3 separate regions of the Mus musculus genome follow, and all the other regions are linked to region 2. The links are chromatin contacts, called in public Hi-C and HiChIP or PLAC-seq maps. All regions are on one chromosome and are shown on one strand. Each heading gives the region's core, a stretch centred on a gene start, on an enhancer-like site or on the middle of the called end of the contact. The rest is flanking DNA. Distances are from core to core; before and after follow the strand shown. Region 1 has its middle 72 kb from the start of Sp4. Region 2 has its middle 48 kb from the start of Gm25577. Region 3 has its middle 89 kb from the start of Sp4.

Region 1 (4,033 bases), core at 707-3,206, 84 kb before region 2:
GGACTAGCATGGAAGCCTCGGCTTCAAACATGTTAGGCTAACTCTGCCAACTGAATTACATCCACAGCCCAACTCCAGAACTTTACTTCATCCAATATAGTGTCTGTGGCAGAACCTAACGCTTATATGAATTTCCTCCTTTTCTGGCCTCAAGAAAAGAACTGCCAGTCGACAGTGGCCGTATTTCATTGTCCTCTTCTTTAGTGATTGAGTGGTGGTTAGAGTTTAGAAAGAGTAGTTATTTTGAGTGCCTCATGCAGATTGCAATAATTCACTTGGGAAGTATTTTTTAAAAGGCATTGGAAGAACCATAAAGCTCTCCTTTCCCTAGGGACCAGCTCTTGACACTCAGGAGGGAGCATAGAAGATTGCTTTCTCTTGGAACTATGTACCCTCACAAGGTGCCGCTTCCAGGCGAAGGCAAAGGAACAGAGCTGCAGGCAGAAGAGCAGACCCTTAAGCAGACTCTATCCAGGCAAAAACTGCCTTGATTTATAGCATTTTGTACGCCTCTTTATCTGTTATTTCAGATCACACATTCCCTGGTGCCTGACACTTGAAGGTATTTCTCTAGGAGTCAATTTATTGTGCCTCCCGGGCCCCAGTAACTTCAGTTTGCTTAGAGCAATCTCACAGAAGAGCACAAAATGGGTTTGACATCTAGTAACCTGAACAGTTTAGCCTGTGGAAGAGTAGCTGTAAGCTGCAGTCTCTCACAGTGGTGGTTAATGACTAAGTGCTAACTAGCTGTGGCTGAGGTGCTGCGGCTAGAACATCGAGCAGAAAACTATGGCTCATCTGATGAGGTTTAGTGCTGAAGAGCATAGTTGCACCAGATCCCTAGTACGCTGCCTGTAAAGAGAGACCATTGCTTCTTCCCACACCAATCCTCCACACAGGGGATGCAGAGCTTGGTAGAACTGAAAGTTCAGCTGATATTTTCAATTCATAGACAGGGGTATCCAGGGCCCAAGGCTGGCTGCAATGTTACTATGTAGCGATCTTCCTGACTCCACCGGGAAAGCGCAGGTATCTCAGGCATGGTGTGCACGCCTGGTTTATGCGGTGCTGGGAATCAGTCTAGGTGCTGGGTTTGTTTCCCAACCGAATCATAAGTGCTAGGTTAGCACTCTATCAACTTAGCTATACCTAGCCTCAGTTTTTAGCTATCTCCAGCCTCAGTTTTTAATCTTTAACTGAGACAATCTCACATGCTCTCAGTTGCTGATTCCACTGCCTCGGGCTGGTATCAGTGCTGGGTTTGCAGGTGTGCATTACTACACTAGGCATGACTGAGTTCTTTACAAATGGAGAAATGTCACTGTACAACCCCATAAAGTTCGTCATGTTAAATGGTCAATGTGGACAGTACAGTCTCACATGGTACCTCAGGCCTACTAAGTAGTTGAGGGTGGCTTTGACTTCATACCAATCTTCCTGTTGCAGTTTCCTAAGTGCTAGGATTACAGGCAAGAGAACCATGCTCTAGGTAATGGGTTCAGACCACGTGACCTCGTCTCAAATAGAGAGCTCACTCTTTTCATTTCCCTTTAAACTGAAGATAGAATCCAGGGTCAGAATTTTGGATTTGAGTTAGAATTAGTAACTATTTGTATACACACCTTTTCCTTACATGGGCACCTCTATTGTTTTGCTGCAGTTAAATCATCAGCAAACCTGGGAGTATCTTGGATATGAGAACAAAGAGCTGAGAAAATGGATGGGTACGGTGGCACACACCTTTAACCTCAACATTTCAGGTGCAGGAAGCTCTCTCTGGGTTGGAGGTCAGCCTGGTCTACATAGCCAGTACCAGGCTAGCACCAGCTACATTGTAAGGCCTTGTCTAAGAACAGTAGCAACAAAAAGAACCAGGAAACTTAATACTGCAGAGACTACAAGATGTGGCTCCTCCAAGTGTCTCTTTAGATATGACACAGGCACACTGAACATCAAAAGGAAACAGTTCTGTTTGGAAGAGGCTACTCTCTGTTCTTTGTGGTTTATGTTTTAGGCAGAGACATGTTAGTGAGTGAGTGCTTCACACCCACTTGGTTCTATCTCATCCGTTTGTCCCATCCAAGCAGATGTGATATCCCCCCCCCACCCCCGTACTGAATTTAAATCTGCAGTTTAGCAGGAAAGGCACATGTGCGTTCGAAGAAGAAGGCAGATGGGATGATTGGAGGCGAACCAGGCCTGGGGAAGGAGTGGCTAAACCTTCACAGGGGTTTTCCAAGTATATCTGAGTAAGTGGAACACGCTCATCTCTAAGGGCAGCTTTTACATTGAATGAGTAGAGGAGGTGGAGGGTGTGACTGTGTTGAGACAGAAGGCTGACATTCCAGGGAGAGGAGACAACACAAGACCTTAAGGTGGAAAGTATATTTCCTTATCAAGGAAAATGCCCACAGTCATAGGGTCAGACATCTGCATTATTGTTATAAACCTGAGGATCTCAGCCATCAACTTGTAGAGTTAGTGTGCACCTTTCTGCTTTACAAAGAAGGCCACTGTTAAGCAGTGCTCAGTCACTATGTTGCCTTCTTTCTTTTGTTTCCCAGAATTTCAACATTGTGACATTTATTCACTATCAACTACTTAACTCACACTTGTACCACCAACCCTTGAGGTCCTGAGATGCCAATGAAAACAGATGAGCTTTGCTCTCCAGGCAGCCTGTGTGAACAAGAGCCATGGCATAACAAAAGGCAGGTCACTCCTGGCTTCAGAACCAGAAAGAACCAAAATATGACAGACCCTCCTCCACCCAGTCCATATCTTTCCCCCACCCTCCCTCATATGATCTCCTTCGCAAACTGCTTCTTTCAGGCTGTAATCCCTCCTAGGGATTTCTTAAGCTCTCCTTTATTTCAACATTTAATTTTTCGTTATTGTGATAAGAAGTATCATACACACGCACACACAAAATGAAGTTTACTATTCAAACCATTTCGGGTGTGTAATTTAATGCCACTGATAGATGTGTTCACACTCCTCTGCAGCAGATGTGTTCACACTCCTCTGCAGCAGATGTGTTCACACTCCTCTGCAGCAGCCTCCAGAATCAGTTCCCAGAATCTTTTCATCATTCCAAACAGAAATGTCTCAGAAATGAAATGATAACTATCTTTATTTCCCTTTCCTCACTGTACCTGGTAACCTCTATTCTACTTTCTCTTACTATGAATTTGCCTATGACTGGTAACTAGTAAAAGTGGAATTAGGTTTATTTCATTTACATATTATCTAACTTCATTCACATTGTGGTATGCATTAGGATTCTCTTCTTTTTAACGAGTGAATATTATTCCCTCATAGTCATACCATGTGTTGTTTACACTCCTTATGGAGATCTGGGATTGCAGGGTTATGTTCCATACCCTCACTGGCCGAAATCCCTTTATGACAGTTGTCAAAAAATTTTTTAAAAAAGTCTTTTAAAACATTACATCCCACACTCTAGGTCTGGAATAGATACTGTGACATAGGGAGGGTAGCCTTGATTGGAGCAACAGAAGAACACATATCCTAAATACTAGAGTCTTTCTGGCTGAGACCAGAAGAGGCTGTTAGAGATATCTGAACAGGAGAGTTCTGTTGAGGATACTAGCCCTGGGGCTAATTATATTTGATGTTAATTCCGTTCTCCGGTGAGGGGTTGTGAACAAGGAATGAGTCAGCACTCAGGTGATTTCCTGTAAACCTGCTTCCCACCTTAATTTGTAAAATAAAAGCTAGAGCTGGTGACTGGGCAGAGAAAAGAGGAGAAGGTGGAGTTGAAGGTTGGGGAGAGAAAGGGAGAGAGGACAAGGAGGACAGAGGAGGAGGTGGAAGAACAGCTGAGCAGAAGCACATGGCCTGGAGAAACTACAAGTTATATGGGGTCTCACAGATGGTGAAGATGATAGTGTAGTGGTAGATGTGCCCAATCTAGGTGCACAGCATGTATTCATATTAATTGAGTTGCGTTTTCATTGCTGGGCATATTTGGGTTGGAGATTTCCCGCAACATCGTTAAATAGAGTCTGTG
Region 2 (3,942 bases), core at 1,023-3,522:
TAGCATTAACAATTAATTTTAATACCTCAGGCAGAGGTGAACAAGGAAACTGTCTCTCCTATACTTTCTCAGTGGGGGTTTTTCTGAAGTATCTACTGACTGAAAAATATTGCTGCCTTCAAGGCACCTCAAATCAGAATAAACCCTGTTTTATTACAAAACATAAATATCACAATAACCAATTGAGGGTATAAAGAAGGGCAAATGTTAGAATATCTGAAGATTTCTAATCAGAATGATTGAAGTCATACTTTCCAGCCTTAAGTCAGGAATTTATGGATGCAAAGACTAATGTGATTTTAATTCAAAATCCAACCAACCACACCAATAAATTCATTTCAAACACGTTAGACTAAAAGCTGACTGCCCTCTGGTGGGCTACTTTTTAAAATATTTAGTGTTTCTTAAAATGAAGTGCTTAAAATATTGTACAGTGGCATGAAATTATTTTACAATGCAATTTGTGAGGATAAAATTATTTGGGAAAGGGGAAGCATTAAACTGTTAAATACCTTTTTATCATATAAATTGAGTTTAGCTGATTTATGATTTTTTAAACTAAATTTTCCATTTGTGAGTAAATGTAGCTGACTTTTCAAATCTCAATTAAAAAACAGAAATAAAAGAAAATCATCTTTCTCATTTTCACTTCAAAATGTTGAGACTCTGATTCATCTTCAGCTGCTCATAAGCAATGGGGGAAAGTTACATGTTTATCAGGGTTGTTTCCGGTATACACCATTTTCATGTAATTTTACTGTCTGAAAAAGAAATGGCATAATCCTATTCCCAATAAAATGTATATTGATTAAAAAAAAAAAGCCTAAAGCTTACCATATCAAAGTACTAGGGCTAATGCTGATATAATATGGGGAAAAGTCAGAGGGTGTCCCAGGCACATGCTCTGGCCAGCCTGGGATCCGGCAGTGTCTCGCCCTCCTCTGTTTGCAGTTCCCCTGAATACTGGGGTGGGCTGAAATCTCCGAACGACACCAAGTCTGTCAGTTTTCATCTGTTTCGTGGGGATTTGCATGTTAACAGCCTCCCAGGCACTGCTGTACCCACTGTTAGCTTCAGCTCAGGATTCTGGCTCTGGTCATAAATTACTTCCTCAGCACCTGTGCCCCATCTTGAGTGAACAAATCCTGTTGAGCGTGATCGAATTCATGTAGGGACTTCAAATAGCCGAAGATGGAAGATACAGGAAAAATCTAAAGGCATATTATTTTAAAACTCTTATTGTCTTTGTGAGGAAAAATCAAAATGTGCGCCGAGCGATTTATCTGGGCGAGTTTCGTGGCTGCTGGCAACGACTCTGAGAGTTCTCCACATCCCTCCTCCCTTCCTTCTTGGTGACTCTCTTAGCAAGGCCTAATATTTTGTCTCTGGATTCCTTTTTTGAATTTGAAAAGGAAACTTACAAGAAAGAGAAGTCTTCTTTTAAGACAAAGGAATTAAAGATTGCAATCAAATCACAAACTCAAGTTAATTCTGTGGCTGTAAATACTCAGCTTTAGGTTAATAAGCACCTGTGCCATCAGTATGTCTGAACAAGTTCCCGAATACAGTCTTTCAGAAACGTTTGTAACACCCAACAACTGGAAGTCAAGAACGCAACGTTTTCAATTGCTACCTAAAAGCTGGGCAGAACAAGGTATCCTAAAACAACTATGCTTTTAAAACTAATTAGCATATGCAGTGACCTTAAAATGTAAAGATGTTACTTCTGTGAGACTAATTTTCTTCCCCAACCCAATAGGAAGTAAATGGAAATACAGAACGGAAGAGTTCTTATCATAGAATTACTGCTTTTAAATTTCGTGTGCGCGCGCGCACACACACACACACACACACACACACGAATAAAATTTTGTACCCCAGTATACTATTTTATAAAGGCTTGCTGGAACTTAGTTGGAAAGTGATAAAACACAAACTAAGCCAAAGTCAGCAAAAGTCAACAGTTGTGGCGGTTTTGTTTTCTGGTCTTTCCTTCTTGGAGGTCAAGGGATGTAGCTGTGTGTGTGTGTGTGTGTGTGTGTGTGTGTGTGTGTGTGTGTTTTCAAAGGAGGTTTAGTTATAGTCTTTCATTAAAAAAAAAAAGAAAGAAAGAAAAAGAAATGTAGACTCTACCTATTTAGCATCATTGCTCACGCCATGTTTTCTGGCAGTTCCCAAATAATACGAATAGAAACAAACCCGTGTAGAGTGTCCATCGAAGGAAAAGAAGCCTCCTTACCCAATGCTTTAGGCAAGTAGAGACTGAAAGACGAGCATGTTTGTGCGTGTATCTACTTAAATACTTACCATGCTACCATTCTCTTGGAGCTTGCAGTCATATGTGCTTTCTGTGTCCAGAAAAATCAATATTCTTATAGTTTTAAACGGGATTTTTTTCTCCCACGTCAGAAATGGGACTCTTCGACCGCGGCGTTGTGGCTTCAGATCCACAGGGTTGGGGTCCGCTCCCGCGCTGCGCGTTGCCTTTTTCATCAACAGAGGGCGCTCTGCGGTTTTCCAAGGATCCCGGCTTCTCTCACGGCCGAGCTGGGCAGCGGGCGAAGCATCAGTTAGCCGCGTTTGCAGGGTTTTTCCCCCCCATACCAGGCAGAAGCTCTTTCAACTGGCTAGTGTATGATTTATTGGAAATACTACTGATCACTGAAACAACATACGTGAATGAAAGGAAACCCCATGATTTTACAAAAGTCGGGTGACCGTGACATCTAAGGCTGCTAACTAACCCCAACCGGATAGTATTGGAAATGATCATAAGCATAGAACGCAGGCTGATACAGTCTTCACCTTGGGAAGCCAGGGCGACAGCTTTATTTACATGGCCTATCCCAGTCCTGAGCGCGCGAGTGTGCCTGGTTGTGTCCTACTTTAATATATTATACTCTTTTATACCTGATACTAGACAAATGAAATACATAATTCCTCGTGAAGTAATCTGCCTAGGTCCTAATTGACACATTAGGAGAGCTCTGAGAAGCTTTTTCTCTGCTGAAGGTTAGAGAGAAGATACCAGATGCCGATGCTATTAATTTCTCAACAGTCCAAAGCACAAAATTTCAGCTGAAAACTTGAGAGAATGAAAAAAGATATATTTCAAGAAAATTAGATTTTTCTCAGAGTATTTGTCCAAGATCTACATTTTTAGATGCATAATTTATTAGATGTTTCAACACAGAGAAGTAATCATAACCAGCTAACTCGAAGATTGCCAGTTACTATCCTTCCCGGCAAAGTTTTACAAATGTCTTAAAGCCACTGTGAAAGTCAGAGCAGCAACCCTAACAGACGCCAGAATCAACATATTTGACAGAAGTGCGCACGCCATCGTAGCCCATTATTTCAAATGAGAATGTTCCATCTCAAGATCCGGAACGATACCACCAATGACAGAATAAACGGGAATGTGGAAGTCAAACAGCATGACAGCAGCTACTCAGAACTAGAAAATAAGAGCATTGTAACGTATAGGTGTGCTCCAAGGTTCTCCTCTGAGAAAATGTGCTCCTCTGAGAAAATGAGCTCCTTTCCCACAAAGGGAAAGAAATGCCAGGTTTCCTTATGTTGAATGCATGTTTGTGTAATATTGAAGATGATGAAACAAATATTTAACAGCTAGGACAGTGCATTCCCAGCTAACTCATCCCTTTATCGCTTGCTGGTTGGAAGATAAGAACCATCCTCTTTCTTTTGCAAATATGTTTGCCAGCAGCTGTTTCAACATTTATAAAGACCATTCTCACTGATTGCCAAATAACCATAAATTTATTTACGCATATTTTTGAGTTGGAGGCATAAAAATAATTACATGTCTGATTAAATCCACTTATGCCTTCGTGTCTTACTAAATCTATAATAGATATGAATCGTTACAATACACTGCATCTAAGTGCATAAATAATGCCATACACATGCAGAATCCAGCTT
Region 3 (3,877 bases), core at 1,223-3,722, 67 kb before region 2:
CCTATAACTCCATTTCCAAGGGGATGTCCCATGCTGTTTCTGGCATACATGGCCACCACATATATGTGGTGCACTTATAAACATATGTATGCACATGCAGACATACATGTAAAAATAAAATATTAAAACATTTAAAATCTTTATTGTTTTTATCAGTTCAGAACATTGAACCAGCTGGCTTCTGGTGATGCCTTTCCAACAGTCTGTTTCATATTACACCTTTACTTTGAAGTCCTTACTATGTAGTCCTGGCTGGCCCAAAACCCACTCTGTAGACCAGACTGGCTTTGAACTCACAGACATCTTCCTGCCTCTGCCTCCCGAATGTTTGTATTAAAAATGTACACTACCATGGCTTCTGATATTTATTTTAACTTCTTTGATTCATGGGCTGTTCCCAAGCGAGTCAGGCTCCAGATCACGGGAGGGTGTGGGTTGGGGGTGTGGGAGTGCAGGGGTGTGGGGGTGTGGGGTGGGGGTGGGGGGAGTGGGGGGGTTGTTAATGTCGTGCTTTGCTGCTTCTCCTGCCTTCCAATTGAATTCAACTGGAGATCTCTGGTTAAATTTAACTGGAAAAATATACTGTGTAAGATTTCAATATTTTCAACTGTACCTATGGTCTATCTTGGTGATAACTCTCTAGGCACTTAAAAGAAGAGATGCAGAAATATCACTTAGGTTTTTTTTTTTTTTTCTTCTGATTATTCTATCAGTCACTAGGAACTATGTAAAGTCAATTATGGCCACAAACACATATATGTATATTTTTGTGTGTTTATGTTCTTATAAATGCTAGTAGGTGGGTGTGCACACACACGCATGCACATGTGTGTGCATGTACATACACATACATATATTTTCTTGTAAGTGTTGAAACCAGGGGGCAACCTCAAGTACTGTCTACCTTTATTTTGAGACAGAATTTCTCCCTGGCCTGGCACTGACCAAATAGGCTGGTTTGGCTGGTCAGAGGGCCTTAGTAAGCCACCTGTCTCTGCCTCCCCAGAATCTAAGAATCTAAATTCTTAGAATTTAGGATGCTCTCTTAGAGACAGTAAATAAATTTTCCCTTTTTCTTTTAAAATTCAGTCTGGGGCTCTTATTTATTTATTGTTTCAGGATTGAGTCTTAAGACCTAGACATGCTTTGATAACTGAGCCCCTCCCCCACATTCAACCTCTACTTTAGAAAGAATATATTTCCTTTCCTCACATCTAAAGCAATTAGCAGTATGACTTATCAGTCCTGCCATTTGCTATTTGTTTTTCTTTTTACCTCAAAAATTATCTTTCCTCATTTAAATCTTATTCTTCTTACATTTTATTACATTATCATTATCTCTTGATCAGTAGTCCATCTATCTATGGCTTTTGGATGTTGTTTTTATCAATTTCTCTAGGGATTATGACATAGTTCTTTATCACAGTTTATTTTAAATTAATATTGAAATATTTTGAGAAAATGTAGAGATTTTTTTTTTTTTTTTTAGAATTATTTATTTATTATATGTAAGTACACTGTAGTTGTCTTCAGATACACCAGAAGAGGGCATCAGATCTCATTACGGGTGGTTGTGAGCCACCATGTGGTTGCTGGGATTTGAACTTCGGACCTTCGGAAGAGCAGTCGGGTGCTCTTACCCACTGAGCCATCTCACCAGCCCGAGATTTTTGAAATAGCACATTTCCTTTAATTCTCTTGCTCTTAGTCACATTTATGTATGCTATAAGCCTATTTTCCTAATTAGTTTTAATTGTAAATGTGACAAAGTCTAAAGTCACTTAAGACAGAAATTTCCACTGAGGCATTGCCTAGATCAGATTGGCCTGAGAGATTATGTTGATTGTTAATTGACGCAGCAGCATCTAACCCACTGTGGACAGCACCATTCCCTAGGCAAGCAGTTCTAGGCCTTATTAGAAAGCTAACTGAGCATGAACCCGTAAGCAAGCCAGCAAGCAGCTTTCCTCCATTGCCTCTGCCTCAGTTTCTGCTAGAGTTCCTGCTTGACTTCTCACAGTGATGGGCTATAAAATGAAATAAACCCATCACTATTCTAAGTTGCTTATTGATCATGGTGTTTGCCATAGCAACAGAATAAAGCTAGATAAGAAACAGATATAATACTATAATTTGTGCTTAAAATAGTTCCATATATTTAAAAAAAATAGAAAAGATTTGTTATGGCTAAGTTGTGATACATTGAAGTTTAAATCTTGACATTTTAGAAGAATGTATATTTCAAGTCTTCAGTGTGGCATAAGTTAAGATGAAGTTATTTTGGTAGTTCCTAATCTAGCATGAACTTTTCCAAGTAGAGGAGACCCACATACACAGAAATCAGACCATGTAGACACACAAGGGAGAGGAGAGTCATGTTCTCTTACCACAAACCAATCCTATCACGCCACCATCATGAACTCTGAGCTCAGAACTGTGAGAAATGTCTGTTCCTGTCATTAAAGCCTCCCAGTCTATGGTAGTTTATTTTGGCAGCCCTCTCTTGCTGACACAGCTCCCATGTTTACCCCACCTATCTGCTATCTCTGGGTTTGATCATTTTTCTGGTGGTACTGGGCGTGTCACACAGGTAACATGTGCTAAGCCACACTCCACAGTTGTCCTCATCCCTTTGATGGATCCTGGTGGCACCCACTGTCATTTCTGCTCAGCATGAAGAATTGCTTTAGCTTTTCTTCTGGTGCAGATGCACTTATGTTAAATTTATTTTTTGTTTATCTAACAGTGTCTTTATTTTCTCTTCACTTTGGGAGTATGTTGTTGCTGGCTGTTGAACTCTTAAAGAGAAGCACATTAAATGTATCTTTCCATCGTTTTCTGGATTTGATTTAGAAGGAGCAAATCATTTATCTGTCATTATTTCCCTGGTGGGATGCATCTCTTACTTAATTTCTGTGTGCGTGTGCATAGTGTATGAATCTGTGCATATGTGTGAATGTGTGAGTGTACATGTATGTACATGTGTGTGTATGTATGCATTTGTATGTATGTGTGTGCATATGTATGCATGTATGTTTGTGCATGGTGTGTGTATGTGTGAATATGTGTGTATGTGTGACTGTGTGTGCATGTCTGTGTATATGATATGTATATGTACATTGTGTCTGTATGTGTGGGCATAATATGGGTGTACATGGTGTCTGTGTAGATGATGTGTGTGTATAGAGTATACATGTACATTGTGTGTGTGCATGTGTGTATATGATGTGTGTGTGCATATATATGTGTGCATGTTTGGGGTTGATATGTGTTTATACTGTGTCTGTCTATGTTATGGGTTATAGTATATACACATATGCATTATGTGTGTGTGCATGGTGTGTGTGTGTATGATGTGTGTGTATAGTGTATATATGTGCATTGTATGTGTGTATGGTGTATGTATGTGTGAGCATGATATGTGTGTACATGGTGTCTGTGTGTGATGTGTGCATGGTGTATATATGTACATTATGTGCATTGCATGGTGTTTATAGTGTTTTGTGGGAAAGTGAGTGTACATATATGTGCATGTGAAGAACAGGATAACTCTGAGTGTTGGTCCTTGTGTTCTATCTTGTTTGAGACAGAGCCTTTCTTGTTCACCACTGTGTAAACCAGGGTAGCACAAGCTCCCAGGGACTCTTTGGTTTGCACTAGGATGAGAGATGCATATTACTGTGTCTGATGATGACTGAACTCCTCACTCTGTATAGCAGGTGCTTTACACACTGCCATCTTGCTGACCTTGGTTATTCAACTTGGCTTCCAAACTTTCCTCTTAGCTTTTAGCAATCTATGGTAATTTTAGAATGGTTTTATATCTATTCTGCCTTGGATTTGTTGAACTTTTTGCCTATTAATATTTTCTATAAAA

The links. Hi-C and Micro-C count contacts between places; a contact is called where the count stands out from the background. HiChIP or PLAC-seq counts read pairs in DNA pulled down with a chosen protein or histone mark.
Region 1: a contact with region 2 is called in a BATF HiChIP or PLAC-seq map of CD8 T cells, with 20 read pairs. The contact joins two enhancer-like sites. A contact is called at or near these places in 4 of 484 Hi-C or Micro-C datasets (CD4 T cells, Th1 cells, Th2 cells and 1 more) and 2 of 115 datasets of contacts at active chromatin or transcription factors (CD8 T cells and memory CD8 T cells).
Region 3: a contact with region 2 is called in a Hi-C map of CD8 T cells, with 2.3 times the contacts expected there. The contact joins two enhancer-like sites. A contact is called at or near these places in 1 of 15 datasets of contacts at CTCF or cohesin (CD8 T cells), 10 of 484 Hi-C or Micro-C datasets (CD8 T cells, CD8 central memory T cells, Th1 cells and 5 more) and 1 of 115 datasets of contacts at active chromatin or transcription factors (CD8 T cells).

Annotation. Positions count from the first base shown.
Region 1 is chr12:118,371,370-118,375,402 of GRCm38.p6, forward strand. No RefSeq gene overlaps it. Among named protein-coding and RNA genes, the nearest start is that of Sp4, 72 kb to the left of the region's middle. Within about 2 kb of position 1,957, at least 34 of the 459 cell types and tissues checked have an H3K27ac peak or open chromatin away from gene starts, as enhancers often do. A contact at or near this core is called in CD8 T cells and memory CD8 T cells, where this site is marked.
Region 2 is chr12:118,455,444-118,459,385 of GRCm38.p6, forward strand. No RefSeq gene overlaps it. Among named protein-coding and RNA genes, the nearest start is that of Gm25577, 48 kb to the right of the region's middle. Within about 2 kb of position 2,273, at least 12 of the 459 cell types and tissues checked have an H3K27ac peak or open chromatin away from gene starts, as enhancers often do. A contact at or near this core is called in CD8 T cells and memory CD8 T cells, where this site is marked.
Region 3 is chr12:118,388,484-118,392,360 of GRCm38.p6, forward strand. No RefSeq gene overlaps it. Among named protein-coding and RNA genes, the nearest start is that of Sp4, 89 kb to the left of the region's middle. Within about 2 kb of position 2,473, at least 9 of the 459 cell types and tissues checked have an H3K27ac peak or open chromatin away from gene starts, as enhancers often do. A contact at or near this core is called in CD8 T cells, where this site is marked.